2 separate regions of the Rattus norvegicus genome follow, and region 2 is linked to region 1. The links are chromatin contacts, called in public Hi-C maps. All regions are on one chromosome and are shown on one strand. Each heading gives the region's core, a stretch centred on a gene start, on an enhancer-like site or on the middle of the called end of the contact. The rest is flanking DNA. Distances are from core to core; before and after follow the strand shown.

Region 1 (7,041 bases), core at 2,752-5,251:
CAACACAGAGAGGAGCAAAGGCCCATGGTCTGGAAAAATTCTGGATCCTGGGACACAGAATCTAGGCCAATTTCCATGGGGACCTAAGAGACTGTCCACATAGGTGGCATGAGAGAGGGTTGCTTGTAACTTTCTAATATTTCAAATGTCCCTGTTGTTCACAATAGTGATGACTAAGTAGTGGCATACACTATTTTGGGGGTCACTAGAAATATGGCTTCTCAGCTATGGGATCCTCAAATCACTTTGTAATGTCAAGGTGCTCCGAATCTGTCTGACCTCAGGAAACACCTCTTATTAATACTGTTGGAGATGGCCATGCTCGGCTCTCATGTATTTATGCACACATGGCTCCAACTGGTTTCTTAGCTGGTTCCCTGAGTGTACCAAAGTCTTTTCTCTGATCACTCTTTATGTCACTAATTTGGATGAGTCTCTTCTGCTCCTTAACTCTGGAAAAAGTGGCACAAACCTTAGTCACCTCATTTCAACTGGGCCTAAGATGGCCCTGAAGTAATTATGTCATAGCTAGGAAAAGATGTACATCCCATCTGCCAAGGCTTCAAACCATGTGCGCACACGCGCTGGGTAGTACTGAAAACTTAAAATACAATTCATGTCTGAAGACATCACTAATGTTCATACACGTACATCTTATCTTCTGTGCAAACCATTTTTCCCGATATTGTTAATGCCATGCGCTTCCAATCCCAGTGAACTCTGAACGAAAAAAAAAAGTTGTCAGTCCTCACAACCAAAAGATCTCAGGTCAAATGGGGAAGTCATGGGGTGATGTACAAAAGAAAAAATGGCAGAGGTGGCTGGAAGCGCCAGCAACGCTTGTAAGGCTCCTTTCAAGACTAAGCCACTGGTGACTTCTGCACCTTTTACCACAGAAGTGATAGAGACAGAGGGAGAGGAGAAGAAAGGCAGGGAAAGGCTGAAAATAACTGGCTAAAAACAGCAGGCAGGTCCCCTTGAGCTTTTCCAGGAACAACCTCCCCTACACACATACACACGGACACTCTATTTATGCACACAGTGTTACACATTTGAGGGGAGAAGAAATTACATAACATGTCAGATGCTCATTTCCATGAGCCTGACCGAAATGGAGTATACTTAGTCTTGTGAGTACAGAAACCATGGCTACAGTCCAGGGCCTTCAACCAGCACTGAGAGAAAAGGCCTCTCCGTGAAGCTCAGAAAACCCTGAGAGGCCCAGAATATCCAGCTTGGAGGCCTACCTGAGGGATTGGTACCAATGACTTCCTTCTATGCTCCAAACTTGATCTACAAAAAAGTGGCTTTTAATGTAAAGCCATTCTGGGCTGTGAGCTCCATCTCCTCCTCCCCTACCTTGTCCACAAAAGGATATGGGTCTTGAAGATTGTACACAAACATGCATGTGACTACCCTGCATGTAAAGTATCTTCCTCATGAGAGCTGGAGCAAGGCCGCTCACCTCGAGGGGCTGCTATGAAATCCTTAGGGTTTGTGGCACAGGACCCAATGGATGGCAGCTGCTTTCTGGTTTTGTGTTCCATCTCCTCTCTTCCCTTTCCCAGCCCTGAGTGAATAAAAGTGGTCCCCGCCTCTGTAGCAGAACTGGCCTCTGTGGTGGGCTTACCTGGCAGCACAGAGTTAGTCTCCACTCTAGTGATTGAAGTCTATATCCACAACTTCTCAGGGGTACTTACCCATCCCCCAAACAGAGCTCAGTGACAAAGTAGAGGAGAGGGCATACTTTCAATAAGAAAGTAGCCCCGAGTCTTTGTTCCGATATACTTGCACAGGGTCTTCCACATGCTCTGTCTGCCTCTCAAGAAGTGAAACATTTGGTGATCTAATACGCTGTGTCTCACTTAGTGGAAAATGTTCCTACAAGATCTCTCCTGGACTCCAAGAGAAAGCCTTCAGTCCTACATACAGTGAAACCTCCAGTCCAGTTGATGAGACTGAAAGGCTGACAGAGGTAGAGCTCTCTTGCTCAATGCCTAACATAGAGACCAGAACCAGTGGTTCAACTAGGGTGGCTTGCATGGCTCAAAAACTTGGGGTAGCCTTCTCCCATCTAGCTTCGATCAGAGAACCGCAAGTACTATACTTGGGAACCACAGAAAATTTGGCAGGATCCTCAGACTCTGTAAAAATTTAGCCCACTGGCTCTCTGTTCCTCAAGCCTGTCCCTGAGATGTCCAACCTCACACTCTCATTGGCAATTCTTCAGGGATTGTATAGGACGCTTTGCTTGGGGTGAGAAGACTCTTGATTCCTTTGGTCTCTCTGATCTACAGACTATGTCACCTGACCTATCAAAGGGGACTTAGAAGGTGACAAGGTTAAGGACCTTGAGGTGGGGAGAGTACCCTAAATAACTGGCATGCTTAGATCACATCAGGGCATAAAAGCAAAGGCCTTTTCCTGGCTGCAGTCACAGGGAGTCAAGGCAATGGAAGAAAACAGGAGAGACGTAATGCTGCTGGCTTTCGGGATGGAGCAAGACAGCTCTAGCCAAGGAATATGAGGGCCTCCAACAGGAGTACAGGCCAGAAAACAGATTGTCCTCAAAAACTTCTAGATAGAAATGAAGTCCTGCTAGCCCCTTAGTTTTTCCCCAGTGACACCTGTGTGGCATTCTGACCTCTAGGCAACAAGACAATAACATTGACCTTAACTCAGTAAGCCCCTGAAATGTATTAAGAGCAGTGGGAAACTAACATATTGCTAGTCCATGGTGAGGCAGGTCCTACCCTCTCCTTGTCCTTGGACTCCCCTGAAAGTTCTGCTCTTCTGCCTCTCCTGGAACTCCTAGGGATGATCTAGGGGTTAGCTCTCATTTAGCCCCCAGCAGGAAGCAGAGTCCTATCTTCCCACCCAGTTCATGGGGCTCTGGTTTGTTAAAGGACCCACCAGCTCTTGTTACCAACTCCCGGGACTCTAAAGTATTTGTCAAAATAGGGAGAGGGATAGGAGGAACAGAACTCTTACCCTCTGATCTCAGTCACAGACCACCCTTCCTGAGTTAGCCTCCCAACTGACTGTGTGCAGACAAGATCAAAGCAGGACGTGTGCGTGCGTGCGTGCTGGCTCACCTTGGTCAGCACTACCTACCCTGTTATTTGCTTGCTTGTTTATTTTTCAGACTCTTAAACATACTGTGTCATCTTAAACCACCCAGCAGGACATACCTACAGCATTTCAAACTTCGTCTGAAGAGCCAAGCATCGAAGCCACGAGTGTGGGCATGGGTTTCTCAGCACCTATGCTTAGTAGAAAGCTCAAGCTTTAAGCCCCTCTCCCAAGAGGTCAGGAGCCAACCTGGCATTTCTTCCCTCAGCAGATTCACTTCCCTTCCCACATATTTACTTTTAACAATTTTTTCCATATTTTCATTTCTTTTTCTTGGACTACAGAAAGGTCTTTGTAAGCACAAAGCCAGATCGTGCTCAGAAATATTTTCCTCACTGACTCTTGCTTGTTAGTTTCAATGTTTATCCTGGTCAGTTGTTCCAACCAGAAGTACCCATCTCTAAAGGGTCCCTCACACCTGCCCTTCTCCCTATATCATAGACTTTTTATTTTAGTTTTGTTGTTTTGTTTTGTTTTCAATTTCTTCTGTATCATCTTATCCTAAGTTTCAAACTGATCCTCTAAGTTGCCAAGATCTGCTATGGGTAAAAAAGCAAATGTTTGATACAGAGAACCCTGTGGGACAAGAAGACACCAAGAAGAATTGTCTAAGGAAGAAGGAAAGCTCCTCTCACCAGACAACAGTGATCACAGCAAAAAGCTGGGGCAGATCATTCTGGAGATTTGCCCATCCCCCGCCTAGCTGACTACCTCCCAAGCCAGCTAGGGGCCCTGGAACCCAGTTCCGGGCTGTCAGCAGAGATAAATTTAGCACCAATGATCTCATCTTGCAGAACAGCCTCGGGGCCTCAGAGTGCTCAGGGAAACATCACTTGGACAAGCTGAGAAGTGACAGACACTACTGGCCCCTACAACATAGGTGGCAGGCAAAAAGTCCCCCTTAGAGGGACACTAAGCCCATGAGGAGGAGTGGCTAGAGTGTGGCCAGCAGGTGGCAGGCTGAAGGACACCAGACATGGATACTCTGATCTTCCCATGGTCTCCTAGCCCTGGGCACATAGAGCTGAAGACTCACAGCAAGTCCACAGATGATCAGCACGATTAAGATCTAGATAAACAGCAAGCAGTGCCAAGCATCCTCACTGCAGAGATATGGCCGATGTCCCAGCCAGTTCCTCCCCACCTCATCAGGACATTATATGTTGTGGAGTATTTATAGATACAACAGTGGGCAGAAGGCAGAAGTGGCTGGAGCCCATTGCCTCTGCCTCCTGCCAATAACACAAGCCCAACAAAGGGGTCAATTGCCCTTGTCCTTGTACAGAAAAGAATGGAAAATTTGTCACAAGTGCAAAACTTTTAAGTTCTTCCACTGATATAAGCTTCCCTTTCTGTGGCTCTGAGCTGGGGTCTCTGGCTTGCCCTGCTGGTGACTTGCTCATCAGCTCCCCCAAGGTTTTTTAGTGTGTTTCATGGTTAGGTTTTTGACCTGCCAATCCTGTAAAACCATTTACAAGGGTTCTAACCACTGGGACATGATGCCAGGAAGGTTCTTCAACTGGGGTGAGGTTTCTTATCTCCTACCTCTGCAACCACAAACTCTTCTGATGGAGGACAGCATAAAAGTCTCTCAGGAGAATGGACTTGACTCTTGATAAAAGGGACAAAATAAACAGCTACTTTCAGAAGGTAGGTCACACCCTAAAGTGCAATCCATATTATGCTATTAAAGGTGATGAGAAGTGATGGGAAATAAATGTTGTCACATAAGAAAGGCCAGGCTTACTTCTAAACACACCAGGGCCACCCCCATGTTGATTTCAGTCACATTAGAGGAAATCAATTTCCAAGAACAAAAGGCCTTTGGTTTGATCAATGCCATTCCTAGGAAACACCCAGGACACATAATTGAGGGGCTGTCAGAGAAATCAAAACACACTGAGAAGTTGGGGTGACCACCAAACTCTAAGCCCTTCTGCCAGGGGCAATGTAAGCAATGTTACAAAAGAGAGGAAAATGCCACAGGCATGAGAATAGGATGGACAGCACATTTTCAAGTGAAGAGTTCAAAGTCACAGAGAAAGGTGGCAAGATGGAAAGCCAGGATGAGTTCTAGCACAGACAGTTCAGCCAGCAGAAAAGGGCCCACAGGGTCAAGCACAGAGGTAAAGAACAGGAGAACGGTCAACACTGTGTCAAGGTCATACCACCTGGGATCTTGAAGTTTTGGGAGAAGAAATAAAATTAGTTTGGATTGTTCTGCATTTATCCTTAAAAGTCAAAAGGAGATAATTTTTTGTGCTCTCTTAATTAAACGTTAGCTCATAAATCTAAGGCCTTGTTTCCGGACTGCAGGAAGTGGAGGAGGGAGCCTAGCATCTCAGCTGCATGAGCTCTGCCTGCCTCCTTCTCCCAAGTCGTTGGCTCCAAGCACAATGTGGCCCTGCCACAGGAACTCAGGGCTGCTCAGCTGAAGTCATGTGGTCTCTTCTTCCCTAGGATACACACACACACACACACACACACACACACACACCGCTCCCACCCAGTCCCATAAGGGCTGGTTAAGACATCTATTTGGAACTTCTGATTGTCCCCTGGAGATGCTGACCTCTGAGGACTTCCTACACTCTGCTGTCCTACCTCGCCCAAGTTCACACGGCTATTCATAGCCATGAAAGTTGAAGTTGCTCCTTAGAGCTATACCATACAAAGAAAGTCAGAGGTATTTGCTATCTTCTTTATTCCTTTTTTTTTCCCTGCCATATCACAAAACATTCTGCAGGGCCTGAGCAGTAGGGAAGAGGGCATGGAATGTAAGCATGGGGACATGGGTTCGAATTCCCAGCAGTCAAGTCAAAAACTGGGCATGGACTAGAAACCTCTGTAGTCCCAATACGATCTGTGGGCTCACATGCCAGTTAGCTTGACCAAAAGACCAGTGAGTACCACCAAAAGACCCTGTCTCAGGGGAATAAAGTAGAGAGCAAGGCAAGTGACATCCTCCACAGGCCTATGCAGACACAGGCACACATCCATCTAATACAACACACACACACACACACACACACACACACACATACATACACACACACATACATACATGTATGCACACACATGCTAAATAAATATCATTCTATGGCTTTATCATACAAGAGGAAAAGGTTGGAACATGTGTGTAACCAATTTGTGTCAAACCTGAAGTGTAGCCACAAACCAAGTTGAGATTTCCCAGCTGTCCCACAATTTCCACAACACCCGGGTTTGATTATAAACAGTTCAGAGGCATGGCGGGCTGCAGATACAGACCCAAGCAGATGCTTAGATAGAGAGAGCTAAGTGCCCTAGAATCAGGAGACAATGGGATGGCATTCAGCGACACCCCTGGTTCTTCTTTATCTTTCTGTGACTTAAGAGAGTGATTGTATGACAGCCCAAGGAACGCACTGTTTTCCTCCTTTGAGCTACGGAACTGGAACCTAGCTCATCCAGCTGCTATCTCCCGAGTGCTGGGATAACAGGTACCACAGCACCAAGTTTATGCACTGCCAGGGAATCAAACCCAAGGTTTCCCTTGAGCTTCAGCCCTAAGCTTGGCATTCCTATTTTTAAGATGTTTTTTGAGCTAACAGCTCTTGTGTAGTGTGTGAACATACCCACGTGCCCTTGAACTTTTATGAGGAAATGAGAACAAAGAAAAGGAGAGAGAGAGAGAGAGAGAGAGAGAGAGAGAGAGAGACTCCATCCCAGCTTCCCCTCCAAAATCTATCCACAAGCCACAAGCATCTGTCACTGTGTCCCCCTCCCATACCCACCCATCCAGCTACTTCCTTCACCTCTGCCTCTAGACAGAGAAAGAGTTCATTCAAAAGCAAAGGTCTCCTTTTCCCATCCCCAGACCCAAGTCCCTCAAAAAACAATCAAATTTAAAGCACAGAGATTAAATTA
Region 2 (7,041 bases), core at 1,341-3,840, 110 kb after region 1:
TTTATTCCGGCTTATACCCTTTTCAGTCAATCAAAGGGCAGCTTACACTACACAACAGGAATTGAGTTTCCCTCCTGGGTCATCTGCTCTCCACCCAAACCTAGCCAAAGACTTGGGGGGTGTGTGAGATCTACTCTCTTATAAAGAGGATAGAAACAATTCCCATTTTTGCCAGGATGCCAAAAACAGCCAACCAACCACAAAATACCACAAAGGGACAGCTATAGGAACATAGAAACTTGCTATATATGTATTCAAGCCTGAAATAATGATTTATTTAAATCTTCTATTCTTCTCCTTGCAAAAATTGAGCCCCAAAGGAAGTCTCTCTTAGACTCTAATAAGGGAGCCATAAAAAAGCCCTTTGGAACTTCAACCACCCTCATCCATTCTAGGAAGTTTCAAAATGAACAGGATCTGAAAGTGGGGTGGTGGAGGCAGGGAGCTCTGGGGAAGTACAACTTAAACCATTGGTTTTTGGAGAGCAATCCTGCACTCAGAGGATCTAGACTCTGGGTTACACTACTAGCCTATCATACTTGGATACACTAGTAGACCAAATACGTTATAAAGTGAATATGGCATATTCACAGTCCTTTCTCTGTTAGTCTAAATCCGTCTCTACTCTCCCTCCTAGTTCGTGTTCTCAGACACACACCCCAAAAGACATGTGACAGGTGTTAACTAAAGGCACAGGGGGAAGTCGCCTCACATGCACAGAGGGTAAGGAAGTGAGGGGTTGGCTGCAAACATGTGCCCCTTAAGCCCTGTCTGCTTGTTGTCTACCAGTGACTGGCAACGCAAATAAGGTCTGATCCTCCTTAAAGGACCGCAGCATCCTCCCTAGACAAGGAACACTCCTCTAGCTTTGATGTCAAAGCCCCTCCCTGCCTGAAATCCCAGCGCATTCCGGGGAAGCAGTGCCACGCTTCGGAAAGGCGTGTGTGCTGCCTTTACCGGGGAATCGCAGAGTCTGTTCCTTATGCGCCGCCCTACAGAACTGCAGCCCCAGTTGCCTATGTGGCCTCCTCCCAGGCGCCCGGTCACCAAGATCTCTAGATCTCTGCCCTTTCAATATCTCTCTGCCTTTCTCCTATTTAAAAAAAAAAAAAAGAAAAGAAAGAAAGGGGAAAAAATCTCCGAGTATTCAAAAAAAGCTAAGGGGACAATTGCACTGGGCGGGTCTCGTAAGACCTCCCATGACTTCTCCTGTCTTATAAAAACCAGTTAGGAAATGAAAGGAACTAGAAACAGCAAAATCGCTCCCTCATGCTACCAGGCTGGATAGGAGAGTCAGTCATTTAACTGAATCCCACCCTGAAAGTCCTGGGGAAGAGAAGTCTAGGTCCGGAAAGGAGAAGAACACGGGAAATCCCTGCTCCGACTGCGATGCACCTACGCGGGTGTCCAGGTGGGACGTGGGCAGGTGCGTGAGCGCAGTGTGTGCATGTGTGTGTGTATGTGTGTGTGCGCGCACGCGATTTGTGTTTTGCGTGTGTGTGTGTGTGTGTGTGTGTGTGTGTGTGTGTGTGTGTGTGTGTAGTGGGCTGCCTCGGAGCAGATGAGGACTCCGGGACCGGACTCGGCACCTCCGCCCGCTCTGCCCAGCTGGCCCTGCGCCCGGCCGGCGGCTCCTTACCTGGAAGCGCGGCGTTTCCCTCCTTCAGCCCCAGCGCCGCATTGACACTGCAGATGGTGCCTGTACCGCTGCCTCTCGCCCTCCTCTGAACGTGTGCGTGTGCGCGCGTGTGGCTGCCTCCTCCAGCCCCAGCCCCGAACGCAAATACTCCACCAAGGCACGGGGAAGCCACGAGCAGCAGAGAAAAACGGAGGGGGCCAAATCAGAGCCTGCCGGGCTTGACAGCTCCTCTTGCAGCGTCCAAGGTGGGCGTAATGTCCAACAAAAAGGTCAGAAAATGTAGATCAATTCCAAGCACCCCTATCCTCCATCCAGCCCCGGAGCCCAAGCAACGACAGCGGTGGCTCTCAGGGGCTGCGGCGGCGACGCGGGGCTGCCCCCCTTCGTCCCCACCCCCGCGGGCTGAATGTCCTTGATGCCAAGCGGGCACGGCGGCGTCACTCCGCGCCGCCCATGCTAGCCGGGTCGGGCCGCTGCCCGGGCGCGGCGGCGAGTACGTTGGGGACCCGCCGGGGAGCGCTCTGCGAGCCTCTGCGCGTCTCCCTGGGCAGTGACGGCCACCCCCTGGCAGCCCAGGGCTGACTGCGCCGCTGTTGCTCCCACCCCTGGCCGGGGACTAGCCGGGCAGTGCCCAGGGGCCGGGGCTGGGGGGCCTCGGAAGCCGCCAGCAGCTCCCTGGGGAGGCGCGGAGCTGCGGTGGTAGCAGCGACGGCGGCGGCTAGCGCTGCGGCGGCCAAGAGTGCGGCCGTGGTCCAAGCCGAGCCTCCCAGGCGCGTCCCCGGCCCCCCGGGCGGACTGCTAGCAAAGTTTGCAGGGGGCAGGGAGCGGGGCCGCCTCTGGCTCGGCCGCCGCCGGAGCTCCCGGGCTGCCTGCTGCCGCCGCGGCTCGCTGCTGCTGTGCATTGAAGCCCGGCCAAGCGCTGCAAAACTCCAGCTGCCTGGCGCTCTCTGGGTCCTCCTCTCCTCCCTCCCGCCCTCCCTGCTTCCCTTCCTCCCTCCCTCTCCTCGCCTCCTCCCCTCCCCGCCGCCCGCGGCCCGCCGCCGCCGCCGCCGCTGCCGCCGCCGCCGCCGCCGCTCCCTCTCTGGCTCGCTAGCTGGCTCGGAGCTCGCGGCTGACATCTAGACCCAGGTAGAGCGGCCGGCAGAGGGGGCAGGGGGCGCTTCCCCGCACGCTGCCGCCACTGGCCTGCCCGGTTTCCCCAACGTGGACTTCTGCAGAAGGGGGTGCCCTGGGTCTTCATGACTTTCTCGAACCACCCTGGCGATGGAGACACAGGGCAGAGTGGTGCATATATGGTGGCACCAAGTGCACTTGGATTGGAGCATACTCCCAAACAGGCATGTGGGTGTAGGTGGTCAGAGGCACTTCTGTGTGTTCCTAACAGACACCAACCAAACATATATCCACTCTCAACCTAGAATCCTCGTCCAACCCCACCAACCAAGGTAATCCTACACAGAGCACTAGAGGATGCCCAAGTCCAAGGTTTCTTCTAGTCCTGGGACAGAAATAAATGGCCAATGCCACAGAGCTTGCTGGGTAACCTGATCTGTCCAGAGCTGACCTTGCTTCTCTAACTCTGAAGCCCTAGGTCCTGGGTCATGTCCCAAACACAACCCAGACATTGCTAACGTCAGAGTACTTTCAGAAGTCAGAAGGAAGAAATCCTGAAGTTGCTTAAGTTGAAACAGCATCTGGCAGGCAGACAGGATACAAGGTACAGGTGAGGACAGGAAGTAGGCAGAACTACTTAGAATATCTCTACAAAGACCTCCCCCCATTAATGGGCCAACCATCAAAACAAATAAATAAAAATAAAACAATTTTTCAAAGGATGCACACCTACTTGTCCACCCAACCTTGTATGCTAAGCTCAAGAAAATGGCACTGTCAGCCATGTCCAGGAAGACTAGCCATTCATCAAAGGAAGACCTTTCAAGACAATGGTTTGGGGTTTCTAACCCACTCTCCCATGCTACTTCTTCAACTTAACTTTCCTCAACCTCAGTAACTTCCTGTGAATAACTGTCCCTCCCAACCAAACCTCTCAGAACCTGCTTATTAGGAGCGTGTTAACTGCGGTATAAATTCCTATATATAGGGGTTATATTTTCACAGAAATCAAAGTTATAAACTGGGTAGATTCTGAAGGGAGCTATGAGATGACAAGGTAGACAAGCCCCGGGGCAGGTAGCACACGTGGGTCGGGTTCGACTTACCCACCCAGGACCTTGTTGAAAGTGCTCTCACCAGAAGGAGGCAATGAATCAAGTGTAAGCATGAAGAAGCCAGACATTTCTCTAGTTAAAGGGTGTTCCAGGAGACAGCATGGAGCCCTGGTGTAGGCTCTGGTTGTTCGCCGAGCATTGTGTGGCCCAGAAAACAGCAAGGGTTATCTCATTAGCTCCCTTTAATACATTGATCTGGCTCCACTCGTCTCTGAAACACTGGATCCCAGACCTGAGATAAAGCACACAATATCAAGTTAGAGAAACACATAACATTAATTCCATGTTGCTGCTGCTTTGACTTCCTTCCAGAACTAAGGGAGCCCTGGAGCCAAGTGTCTGTCTAACATGATGCCTCAGAGACACTCCACATGCAAAATCAAAGGAAGTGGTCCCCAAAGGTCTCCGCAAGACTTGCCTCACCTGGGCCTAAACTCTCTCATAAGAGTGTCCTCTGAAACCAGCACATGGCACCATCATAGCAGGCTCACCCTAGAAGCGAAAGCCTGGAAAGTCCTACAGAAAATCCCAACAGGCTACTTAAATACTACGCTTCACTAAAGCGTACAGGAGATCTGTTCGAACCCAATTGTCAGCTGTAGGGGACTTCTGTAAAAATGCTCAAAGGGAGAGGAAGGAAGTGAGAACTGACTCTAAACCCTTCTCAGCCAATCATCCCAGCAAGAGTTTGTAATAGCTCCTAGTTTTGTCTTCCCTGCCCCTTGTCTCGTGTGTGTGTGTGTGTGTGTGTGTGTGTGTGTGTGTCTCCTGATAGATGGACCGGAAGTCAAAGAATTTTTTCCCCAGGGGTAGCAAACAAAATATGTGTATTGTTCTTTATCTCCTGCGTAGCATGTGGTATCATTTGTTTTCATTCAGAGGGATGAGCATCATGTGGCACCTGAAGAGTAATGACAGAGGCCAGTGACAGGAAAAGAATGGCGGAAAGCTGGACCAACAAAGGGCAGGTGCAGCCCCTGCCCGTCCTCCCGTTCTTAATAGGACCTTCCCCATGCTGCCTTTTCCTTTCTCGGCTTCTATTGAATGCCCCAGGAGGAAGGCAGGCTGGAAACAGTGACAGCTTCCTACCATTGTAAGAATAGCAGAAAGGGTCAGACTAGCCACAGCAAGAGACCCGATGGCCTGTTGACAGTTTCTTCGAGTCTAGGATGAGGCGGTGGGGGCAGGGGTAAGGTAGACCATCTTCATCCTTGACTTTGCTATTGACCGCCACCATCATTTCACACAGGTCGTGTACTTGCGTGGCATTCCCTCGCTTGCCTGCCGCATTTACGCCTTCTAGTTGCAGGGGCATTCACAAGAAATACAACCCCCACGGGCAGGATTTGAAACTCCAACGCAACACAGTGCAGGTGAAAGGAATCTGCAACCCCTGTCGTAGGAAAGTAGCTTCTTTCTCCAGTGGTACAATGCGGGGGAGGGGGGCGGCGCAAGGGGGAGCGCAGGTGTAGGCAGGCCCTTTGCTTTCCTGATTCTTCCCCATGAATCAATAGTCTGGGAGAAGCAGCTTCGTGCAACGGTCCAGCTCACGCTTCTGCACTTGCTATGATCCCTCTTAGCTCTCACACCCCTACCGCCCCCACCAGTGAGGAAGGGTGAAGAGAGACATACGCTGGGCAGTCTAGCTGTTCTCTACCCACGACTGGTCTGTGAGTCACTAGCTGTATATCCCTGGCCTGGTGGCAGAGCTGGGTAGGTCAGCGTCTGGTCCCTTGGCCACAAGAGGGAGAAGTTAAATGGCATATTGTTTCATAGAGCCCTGTTTTCTAAAGAAGCTATTTTTGTGAGATTTTGGCTGTGGTTCTTTGCCAGATTTTGGGAGAAGCAGACTGGCTTGTCTCTCGTGATAGATGACTAAAAGGCCCATGTTTAAGGGGAGAGAGAAGACTCCTAACTTCCCCTACCCTTCGCTACCATTATTTCATCAGCTTAAGACCAGGGTCGCGATTTTCATTGATAAAGGCCAGGTTTGTTTACTAAACAAATTACCTGAGCCTGGTGGTGCTGCAGGGACTTCTTTGCCACAAGAGCGGTCCCAGAGCCGGGTCCTGCTCTATGCTCAGGATAAAAACCCTCTAGCCTAAGTCTGCTTGAAAACCTACATTGTGGCGCCACCTGCAGGAGAGCATAATTATCGACTTTATCCCAAATCTAACTGAGGACAGTTTCTGGCTTCCCCAAACTACCAAGGTCAGGACAGAGTTGCAGGCAGACAGAAGGGACCCCTGCTATCAGGGTGTGTCACCAGATGGCCTCCTCCAGACACTCCAGCAGTCTTCAATGTGGGTATTTCTTAGAAACTACTATTTCAAAGATTAACGGCCAATTTACAGATTCTCAGTCCACGGGTCTATCTTCCAGGTACTGAACCGTTGCACAGAGAAATGGTTTCCCTTGTGAAAGTGGGGACGGATCATCCTTGTCGCCATAGTAGTGATAGTCTTAGGACCCAAACAGCTCCTGCCTGTTTCACCAGCCCACAAGTATAAAAGACTGCAGATACTAACATCTGAACCTCACTCCCCTCTACTCATCTAATGCTTTGGCCACCACTGTCAGCTCCCTTTGGGTCTCCTCCATGAGTCACTTGGTGGAAAAACATCTTGACATTTCCAGCCATGCGGTGGCTTCTTAAAGACACCTCTTTCTGGCTATACTACTGTTCACAGCCAGTGTGGCAGCTCTGCCATGGACTGCTAGACCACAGGGGGATGTGCAAAGGTAAGGAGGACGCCCCTCATCTGACCACACATGTGCACGGACACAGGGGATCTTGATCCTCTGGGCCTAGAAGCAGCTCCTATGTCCCTCAACCATGGTCCCAGTGTTCCCCCTCTCCTCCATAGCCTCCTTGATCCACTCTCTGCTCTGCAGCATTCTCTCTTGACCAACTGGCAGACGTATCATTCCCATTCCGGTGGTAAAAAGTGACGAGTTAGAGGATGCGGTGGTGTGAGACGAGGTATGAGGACAGGAATAGCCTATGTCTATTGGCCAGAAACAGCAGAGTCCAGATGTGTCAGGACTCGTGGCTTTCTACAGAAAGTATAGACACTCGATTCTAGTCTTTTCTATCTGCTGTGAAGTCCAAGACATAGAGCAGGGAGGAGACAGACGGTGCTTTATGGGAGAGATTTGGAGGCTATTCGTCAC

Evidence for each region. A called contact is a pair of places that touch in the nucleus more often than the background predicts.
Region 2: a contact with region 1 is called in a Hi-C map of Schwann cells, with 6 times the contacts expected there. The contact joins the promoter of Plxna4 here to the enhancer-like site in region 1. A contact is called at or near these places in 8 of 12 Hi-C or Micro-C datasets (the A7r5 cell line, Schwann cells, frontal cortex and 4 more).

What each region holds. Positions count from the first base shown.
Region 1 is chr4:62,019,425-62,026,465 of GRCr8, forward strand. All of the region lies in intron 3 of Plxna4 (plexin A4), which reads right to left. Among named protein-coding and RNA genes, the nearest start is that of Plxna4, 110 kb to the right of the region's middle. Within about 2 kb of position 4,002, at least 25 of the 93 cell types and tissues checked have an H3K27ac peak or open chromatin away from gene starts, as enhancers often do.
Region 2 is chr4:62,126,855-62,133,895 of GRCr8, forward strand. Plxna4 (plexin A4) reads right to left here and starts at 2,591. Exons shown (of 32, transcript NM_001107852.3): 1 at 1,640-2,591.